2 separate regions of the Sus scrofa genome follow, and region 1 is linked to region 2. Evidence: chromatin contacts called from public HiChIP or PLAC-seq data. All regions are on one chromosome and are shown on one strand. Each heading gives the region's core, a stretch centred on a gene start, on an enhancer-like site or on the middle of the called end of the contact. The rest is flanking DNA. Distances are from core to core; before and after follow the strand shown.

Region 1 (3,549 bases), core at 779-3,278, 95 kb after region 2:
AAGTCTCAAGAATAACCAGACGTGTTTAAAATTCACTTTGCAAAATAATAAGGAATCCAGGTTGGGAAAACCAACAGTCACAGAATATCGAATAGTCACCAAATTCTCTGTTTGACACCTCAACAGGTCTCCATAATCCTTACAGGACATTGAACTCCTGGGAAAAGTGGTCTCTCTCTCTCTCTTTTTTTTGTTTGTTTTTTGTTTTGTTTTGTTTGCTCTTTAGTTCCCATGCTAGGTCAAATCAGAGCTGCAGCTGCCAGCCTACGCCACAGCCACTCAGGATTCAAGCTGCATCTGCAACCTATGCTGCAGCTCATGGTAACGCCAGATCCTTAACCCACTGATGGAGGCCAGGGATGGAACCCACATCTTCATGAATACTCGTCAGGTTCTTAAGGACTGAGACACAATGGGAATTCTCAGTAGTCCCTTTTCTTGACAAGAGGGTTTAGGATGGAGAGTCCCTAGGGTAGACTCCACTATGAGAAATGCCACCAGGAAGCAGCTCTGGACCCATCTGCTCCCTGCCCCTCCCCCTGCAGCCTGGGTGGGTGGGTGGGGTGGGGTCAGAGCCAGCAGTCCCAGTGATGGGCCTGCCTGAAGGATGAGGGACACTTTCTAAATACTTGAACTCCGCAGTGCCAAGGATTCTTTCAAAACTGCGGGCAATGGAGCAACAAGCCTGGGAGCTCAGGGCCAGAAGAAAGTGCAAGAAGTCATTTCAAAAATCCCAAGGACGGGAGCTTATGAAACTTTTCCTGGTTTCACAAATATTTCCATATGGTACCCTCCCATGTCTCCTCTGACCCCATTCTTGTGGCACTTGCTCCACGCCCTCTGAAGACACTGCTGAGAGGCGGGTGGAGGGGAAAGGAGAGGAGGAGAAGGAGCTGTGACGAGCCCTGGCTCCGGTCCCAGGAGTCCTGCCTGGCTGCGTCTCAGGCAAGCCCTTACAGTCTCCTGCTTCCTGACATCTGCAGGCGACAGATAAACCAGCCTGCCCTCCAAGAGCCTTCGGGGACCAACCTCGGGGGTCTGGTCTCCGCTGAACCCGCCGCCCTGGAGGCTCCTAGCGTCCTAGAGAATCGGTTTACAACTAAGCAAACCGAGCCCGCGAGGCCAGGCTCTCCTCGGTGGGCCGAGTACAGCGGAGTCCCCAGGATTCTGACATCTTCCCTGGCCCGGGCCACACTTACTCTCCGAGTCGCTGAAGCCACTGCTGTCGCTGACACTGGCGCTGCTCCGCCGTTTCATGCGCTCCAGGTGCTCCTCGTAGTGGAAGTGGCGCTCGTGGAACGGGGACGCGAAGTCGGCCAGCACCGCGTCAAACTCACACAGCGCGTCCGTCAGGTCCCCGGCGGCAGCCGAGTCCAAGGCCGGGGCTGGGGCAGGGACCGCGGGCTCAGGTGAAGGGGGTGGGGGGGGCCGCCACCGTTCCCCGAGGATCGCTAACCAACACTCGCTGCGCGTTTGCCCGGGGACAGCCACGCTGTCGCTGCCCGCTGCTGGCTGTTACCCTTTACGACTCTCCATCACCCCCTAAAGCGCTCTCTACTATCCACCCATTTTAGAGCTAAAGAAACTGAGCTTCCGCTGGAAAAGTTGCCGGCCAAAGGTCACGGAGCCCACCGACACAGCCCACCTCTCCCACACTCTGTCGGGTACTTGTCCCCCCCGCTCACTCCCCGGTGGCGGTGGGAGGACTGAGTCAGGATGCGCCCGTGACGTGTCGGGCTGGCATCCCCAGCCCCGCGTGGAGAGGCGGCTGAACCCTCCCGGGGCAAGTCCCCCCCACCCACCCCGGGGAGGCTGGGGGAAGGGTGTAAAGGGACTACGCGGGATCCCCTTGCTTCAGCCCCCAACTCTCAAAGGCCCGGCCTTTAAGGCGACCCCCACTCACCTGCGGCCGCGGCGGCCGCGGGGCTGCCCTGTGCCGCGGGCGGCTTCATGGGCGGGCTCGGCCCGGCGCGCGTTGTGGGTTCCTGCGAAGTCTGGGCGCGGGGATCGTGCAGATGCTCCCGCTGCCCCGTCTCCTGGCCGCGCTCCTGCTCTGCCCGTCCGCTCCACTGGCCGCACTCCCGCCGCGCGGTTGCCTACACCGCCCGCCCTCCCGCTCTTTCCCCGGCCGCCGCCACCCGCCGCCCCAGGTCTTATAGCCGCCGGCGGGGGCGGGGCGGGGCGAGGCGGGGCGGCGCCGCGGGAGCTGGGCCTCCGGGTCAGTCCCCTCCGCTGCGCCAGGAGACGCCCCTGTCCCCCAGGCACCGCCCTCGCCACGCGCCCTCCCGGGAACCGCAGTGACGCGGAGTCCGGGTTACAGTCCCAAATATTTACCCGGCGCTTTCCCCGCGTGCCCTGACAACGCGACCTACGAAAGTGGCTTTGGTGTCACCAGAGCCCCAAAGACTTGAAGGCTGGTGCTCGGCTGCTTCCCGCCCTGTGCCCTTAAGCTCCTCGCGCCTCAGTTTCGTCGTCTGTGCAATGGAAATCCTGATCCTCCGGGGTTTGTGGCGAAGAATAAAGTGGCCAAAAGCCGAGGAAGACCCAGACCCGTGTGGGGACGCAGGGGGCGGTCCCCCGCGCCTCCTGTCCCCATCGTCTCCAGGGACTCGAGGGTTGTGGGCAGATGGAGTGGACAGAGCCCGCGGCCAGAGGGACAGAGGTCGGTGGTGCCACGTCCTTATGAACCCTTAGCCGCTCCCATCCCGAAGCCCGGAGCCTGACTCCACTCCTGGGCGTTCACACCAGCCCCGACTTTATGCGGAAAGAGTTTGTTAGGGAAAGAAATCCCTGCGTAGATGCAGCGCGAACGCGGCGCGTCTCTGTGTCCCACACTGAGTCACCCCGCCCAGCCGCCTGGCGGGGCACCAGTCGTAATGGTGAAAGCCCTTGCGCTTGCCGCAGGTGGCTTCTTCCATACAAAGCAATCAAAATAAACCCCTTGAAAAATTCGGTCCCTCGGGTGTACTAGACACACGTCAAATGCCCGACAGTCATCATGCTCTTGGACCTGGCTGCCAGGGTCTCTGACCCACAAACTGGCTTTAGAGGGAAGCCAGGCATCTTAGCCAGGGTATCAAGGGCTTCCTGGGTCAGGTCTTGGCAGGCACTTTTGCCAGGTCCGCAGTAACCTGGAGAAGCAGCACTGCTGCTTGTTTAGGAGTGAAGCTGAGGCACAGAGAGGCTAAGTAGCACACGAGTCCCACAGCAATGGAAAGGCCCATCTGTTTGGCTTCAGAGACAACACAACCTCGCTTTCTGCCCAGCGGAAGGCAAACAGAGCAGACAGGAGGAAGAGGCTCCAAATAAGGGAGCAGATAACCCAGGTCCTTGAAGCAACAAGGCAAGGCCTGGGCGTCTTTTTCTCTTCTTTTCCCCACCTCCCTTATTAAAACTCTTTTTTCTGTCTTTCCCTCCCTCCTGCTCTCTGACTTGCTGCGGTGCCCACTGGGGATGCCAGGAGCCAAGAAAGCAGCAACCGATCTGGGAGCTGAGGCCAGGGCGCTGCCCTCCAGAGGCAGCTCTCCCTCCTTGGCCAAGGTAGGGTGC
Region 2 (3,844 bases), core at 389-2,888:
AAATCCGGTGACATTTTTGCAGGACACTAACAGCATCTTTTGTGTCCTGAGGCCTGAGGTCACCAAATACCTTAAGATTTTAGGGGAAAACAATTCTTTCTCTCCCGTGGTTCCTGGTCTTGGTCATGGAGAGTAATGATGTCTTATTTCTTCATTTTCAGATAACCATCAACAGAGAGAGCGGTGAGGACGTGAGCTCCCCCAAACACGGGAAGGTGGATCCAGACAACGTGCCGCACATAGGTGGCAATACTTGGGCAGGTGGCACAGGTTGGTAGCAGGGCATTCTCCTGGGTTGGGCTTCCGGAGACTTCACATGCCCATGTGGACAGCCCATCACCCCAACAAGTCTCGGCAACCAGCTTGTTTGCTCTGTCTCCCCCGTTAATCAGTTGGAACGTGCTCGTACCCTCTGTCCCAGCCTGACATCAAGACACAGGAGGGCACAGTGGTAACAAACCAGACTAGGATCCATGAGGACACGGGTTCCATCCCTGGCCTTGCTCAGTGGGTCAAAGCATCCAGTGTGGCCGTGAGCTGTGGTGGTCGTAGACTCAGCTCGGACCCTGCATTGCAGTGGCTGTGGCTTAGGCCAGCAGCTGTAGCTCCGATTCAACCCCTAGCCTGGGAACTTCCATATGCTGCAGGTGCAACCCTGAAAAAAAAAAAAAAAAGACATGGGAAAACCCTGACATTGGGGGTCCTGCTGACTCTGCTCCCCTCTGACCTAAGAAGGCTCTGACCCTCCAAAAAAGGGGGATAATAACTGCCTCACAAGGTTGTGGTGAGGATGAAATGAGATTATGAGGGTGAAGCCTGAGCTCAAGACCTGGCATGAAGAGTGTCTTCATTCAAAGTGTTAATCCCTTCTTTTCAATCCCTGGGGATCGTGGCAGACATCTACACAGTAAATTCTTTCTTGACCAACTGACTTTGAAAAGAAGTGGTCCATGGAGTTCCCGTCGTGGCGCAGTGGTTAACGAATCCGACTAGGAACCATGAGGTTGCGGGTTCGGTCCCTGCCCTTGCTCAGTGGGTTAACGATCCGGCGTTGCCATGAGCTGTGGTGTAGGTTGCAGATGCGGCTCGGATCCCGCGTTGCTGTGGCTCTGGTGTAGGCCGGTGGCTACAGCTCCGATTCAACCCCTAGCCTGGGAACCTCCATATGCTGTGGAAGCGGCCCAAGAGATAACAACAACAACAACAACAACAACAAAGACAAAAAGACAAAAAAAAAAAAAAAAAAAAGAGGTCCTTGCTCCCCATATCTCACAAGTGAGTATATTGAGGATACAGGACTCTAAGATAAGAGGGATGGTTGCAGAGTTCCCGCTGTGGTTCTGCGGGAAGGAACCTGACTAGTATCCGTGAGGATGCAGATTCAACCCCTGACACCGCTCAGTGGGTTAAGGATCTGGCGTTGCCGCAAGCTGCGGTGTCGGTCACAAATGCAGCTCAGATAGATGAGCGTTGCTGTGGCTGTGGCTGTGGCCCGTGGTTGTGGTCTGAACTGATGGCGGGGGGGCCGGTCCTTCCTCTTGGCTGCCCGGCGAGAGCATTGTTCCCAGGACTGCTCCCTTCCTCTTTCCTCCGAGACAGCTGGACCAGACACATCTGCGGGGCCGCAGGAATAGGGCCAGACGGTGTGCGCACACACTGTCTGATCTTATCTCGGCCGGGAGTCGCGCTGGCCTGGGCTCCCCCTCCTCGCCTTCCCTGAGGATGGTCTGTGCCTCTTGGCCTTCACAGCCTCAGGAGGAAATGGGTTTCTGTGCTGGGACAATGTGCTATCAAATAAGCCCGTGGGCTTCTTGCCTGCTCTGTTTATTCATCCAGCATCGGCTTGAAAGAAAGGGTATTTTTAGAAATGTCCTTTGATCTGGAAGTTAGTGTCAAGCCAGCAAGATTTAATCCGAGTGGAATGCACTGTGGGCCGAGCTGGCCAGATGCAGGATTCCCGGTGAGCTCTGCTGGAACGGAGGTTCTTGCTTATTCGTCTGCGTGTATCCACCAGCTCACCTATCTGTCCAGGCTGAAGACTCTGCTTTTGTGTCCCCCAGCCTTTATTTATTTATTTATTTATAATGTCTTTTTTTGCTTTTTTTTTTTTTTGCTTTTTGCTTTTTGCTTTTTAGGGCCACACCTGCAGCATCCGGAAGGTCCCAGGCTAGGGGTCGAATGGGAGCTACAGCTGCCGGCCTACACCCCAGCCACAGCAATGCAGGATCCCAGCCATGTCTGCAACCCACACCACAGCTCATGGCAATGCCGGATCCTTAACCCACTGGGCAAGGCCAGGGATCGATCCTGAGTCCTCATGGATGCTAGTCAGGTTCGTTACCACTGAGCCACAATGAGAATTACCCCCCCCACCACCACCACCACCCCCGCTTTTATTTTTCTATTGCTCAGGGCTCTTTGGCTTCAAATTTTTTGTCTCTCTGCCCCTTAGCTCTGGACCAATGAGTCATTTGGTTCCTCTTTCATCCTCAGAACCCCTCTACTCTATTGCCTTTCTCCCCGTTATCAGATGAACAGATTCGAGATGCCCAAGTTCAGCTTCAAGGTTATACCTTGATGTCCAGAATCTCTGGCAAGCATTTTCATTTAAGTGGTACCAGTTCAAGGCTCTTGGACGTGGAGGCCATGGAGAACCCTCTTCTTAGGCCCTCTCCACCCCAGTGTGACCTTGCCAAGGGACCTTGCTTTTTCATGTCCACTATCACTCACATCAGCCTCTAAACAGGCGTGGGTCCTTTCCCTCTTTCACACAAAACCGTATCATCTCAGTGTCTGGGAAGTTTTAACCTCTAGTTTGAGATCCACCCATACCTAAGGAGAGCCTCCAGCAGGAAGGAAGTCAGGTCACAGTAACAGCTTTTCCAGCCTCTCTATCTCATCATCATTGTCCAGTGACCGGTCCCTCTGCCTATGGGCTCTCCTTGAGTGAGAACCAGGGACAAACCTGCGTCCTCATGGACACCAGTCGGGTGCGTGTCCAGGAATCACACACGCTGAGATGGAATTTTCCACCACCAAGCTCTAAATGAAAACGAAATTAGATGTGCTCAAATCAAAGGATAAAAATACTGTAATGGATAGGCTGTTCTCACTGTATTTCCCAAAAGGAAATGACCTACCTGGACTTTGATAAGGGAAGCTGTGCACACTGAGTTCTTGCTTTTAACTTCTTCCACTGATGAAGGCTTCAAAGGAGAAAAGAAAAATGTAGCAGCATTTAACCAAAGCCACAAAGCTTTCAAAATTTCCACTTTAGGAGTTCCCATCATGGCTCAGCAGGATACAAACCCAACTAGTATCCATGAGGACCAAGGTTCGATCCCTGGCCTTGCTCAGTGGGTTAAGGATCCGGCGTTGCCATGATCTGTGGCTTAGGCCGGCAGCTACAGCTCTGATTCGACCCCTAGTCTGGGAACTTCCACATACTGCAAATGCGCCCCTGACAAAAAAGATGGTCAGAGCAACCATTTACATAGCTCTTATCTGGGGCCAGCCTCGTGACAGTCCCACAAAGTAAATAATATGAGTATCCCCATTTTACAGATCAAGAGACTGAGACACAGAGGCGTTAAGAAACTTCCCTTGAGGACACATGACTAGTGCATTGGAGCCAGGATTCAAACTCAGGGTATCTGACTTTATACAATCCTCTACGATATAATGCTAATATACTCTACTCATCTGTACTGTACCATAACACACAATATTATTCTGCCCTTCCAATGCTAGAGTCTCTTCTAAGTTCCCAAGTTATGTGGGAAGGAAAAAAAAGAAACTAGTTATTAGTATTTTAAGCAGAGGTAAGAAACTAGTAACCCAGAGG

What was found. HiChIP or PLAC-seq counts read pairs in DNA pulled down with a chosen protein or histone mark.
Region 1: a contact with region 2 is called in an H3K27ac HiChIP or PLAC-seq map of skeletal muscle, with 5 times the contacts expected there. The contact joins the promoter of RGCC here to the enhancer-like site in region 2. A contact is called at or near these places in 1 of 5 promoter capture datasets (liver), 6 of 47 Hi-C or Micro-C datasets (alveolar macrophages, fetal liver, heart right ventricle and 2 more) and 2 of 2 datasets of contacts at active chromatin or transcription factors (alveolar macrophages and skeletal muscle).

What each region holds. Positions count from the first base shown.
Region 1 is chr11:25,494,395-25,497,943 of Sscrofa11.1, forward strand. It overlaps RGCC (regulator of cell cycle), which reads right to left and starts at 2,029. Exons shown (of 5, transcript NM_001244227.1): 1 at 1,904-2,029; 2 at 1,200-1,385. The coding sequence starts at 1,952.
Region 2 is chr11:25,400,158-25,404,001 of Sscrofa11.1, forward strand. It overlaps VWA8 (von Willebrand factor A domain-containing protein 8), which reads left to right. Exons shown (of 48, transcript XM_021065625.1): 38 at 162-270. Among named protein-coding and RNA genes, the nearest start is that of RGCC, 94 kb to the right of the region's middle. Within about 2 kb of position 1,639, at least 11 of the 83 cell types and tissues checked have an H3K27ac peak or open chromatin away from gene starts, as enhancers often do. A contact at or near this core is called in skeletal muscle, where this site is marked.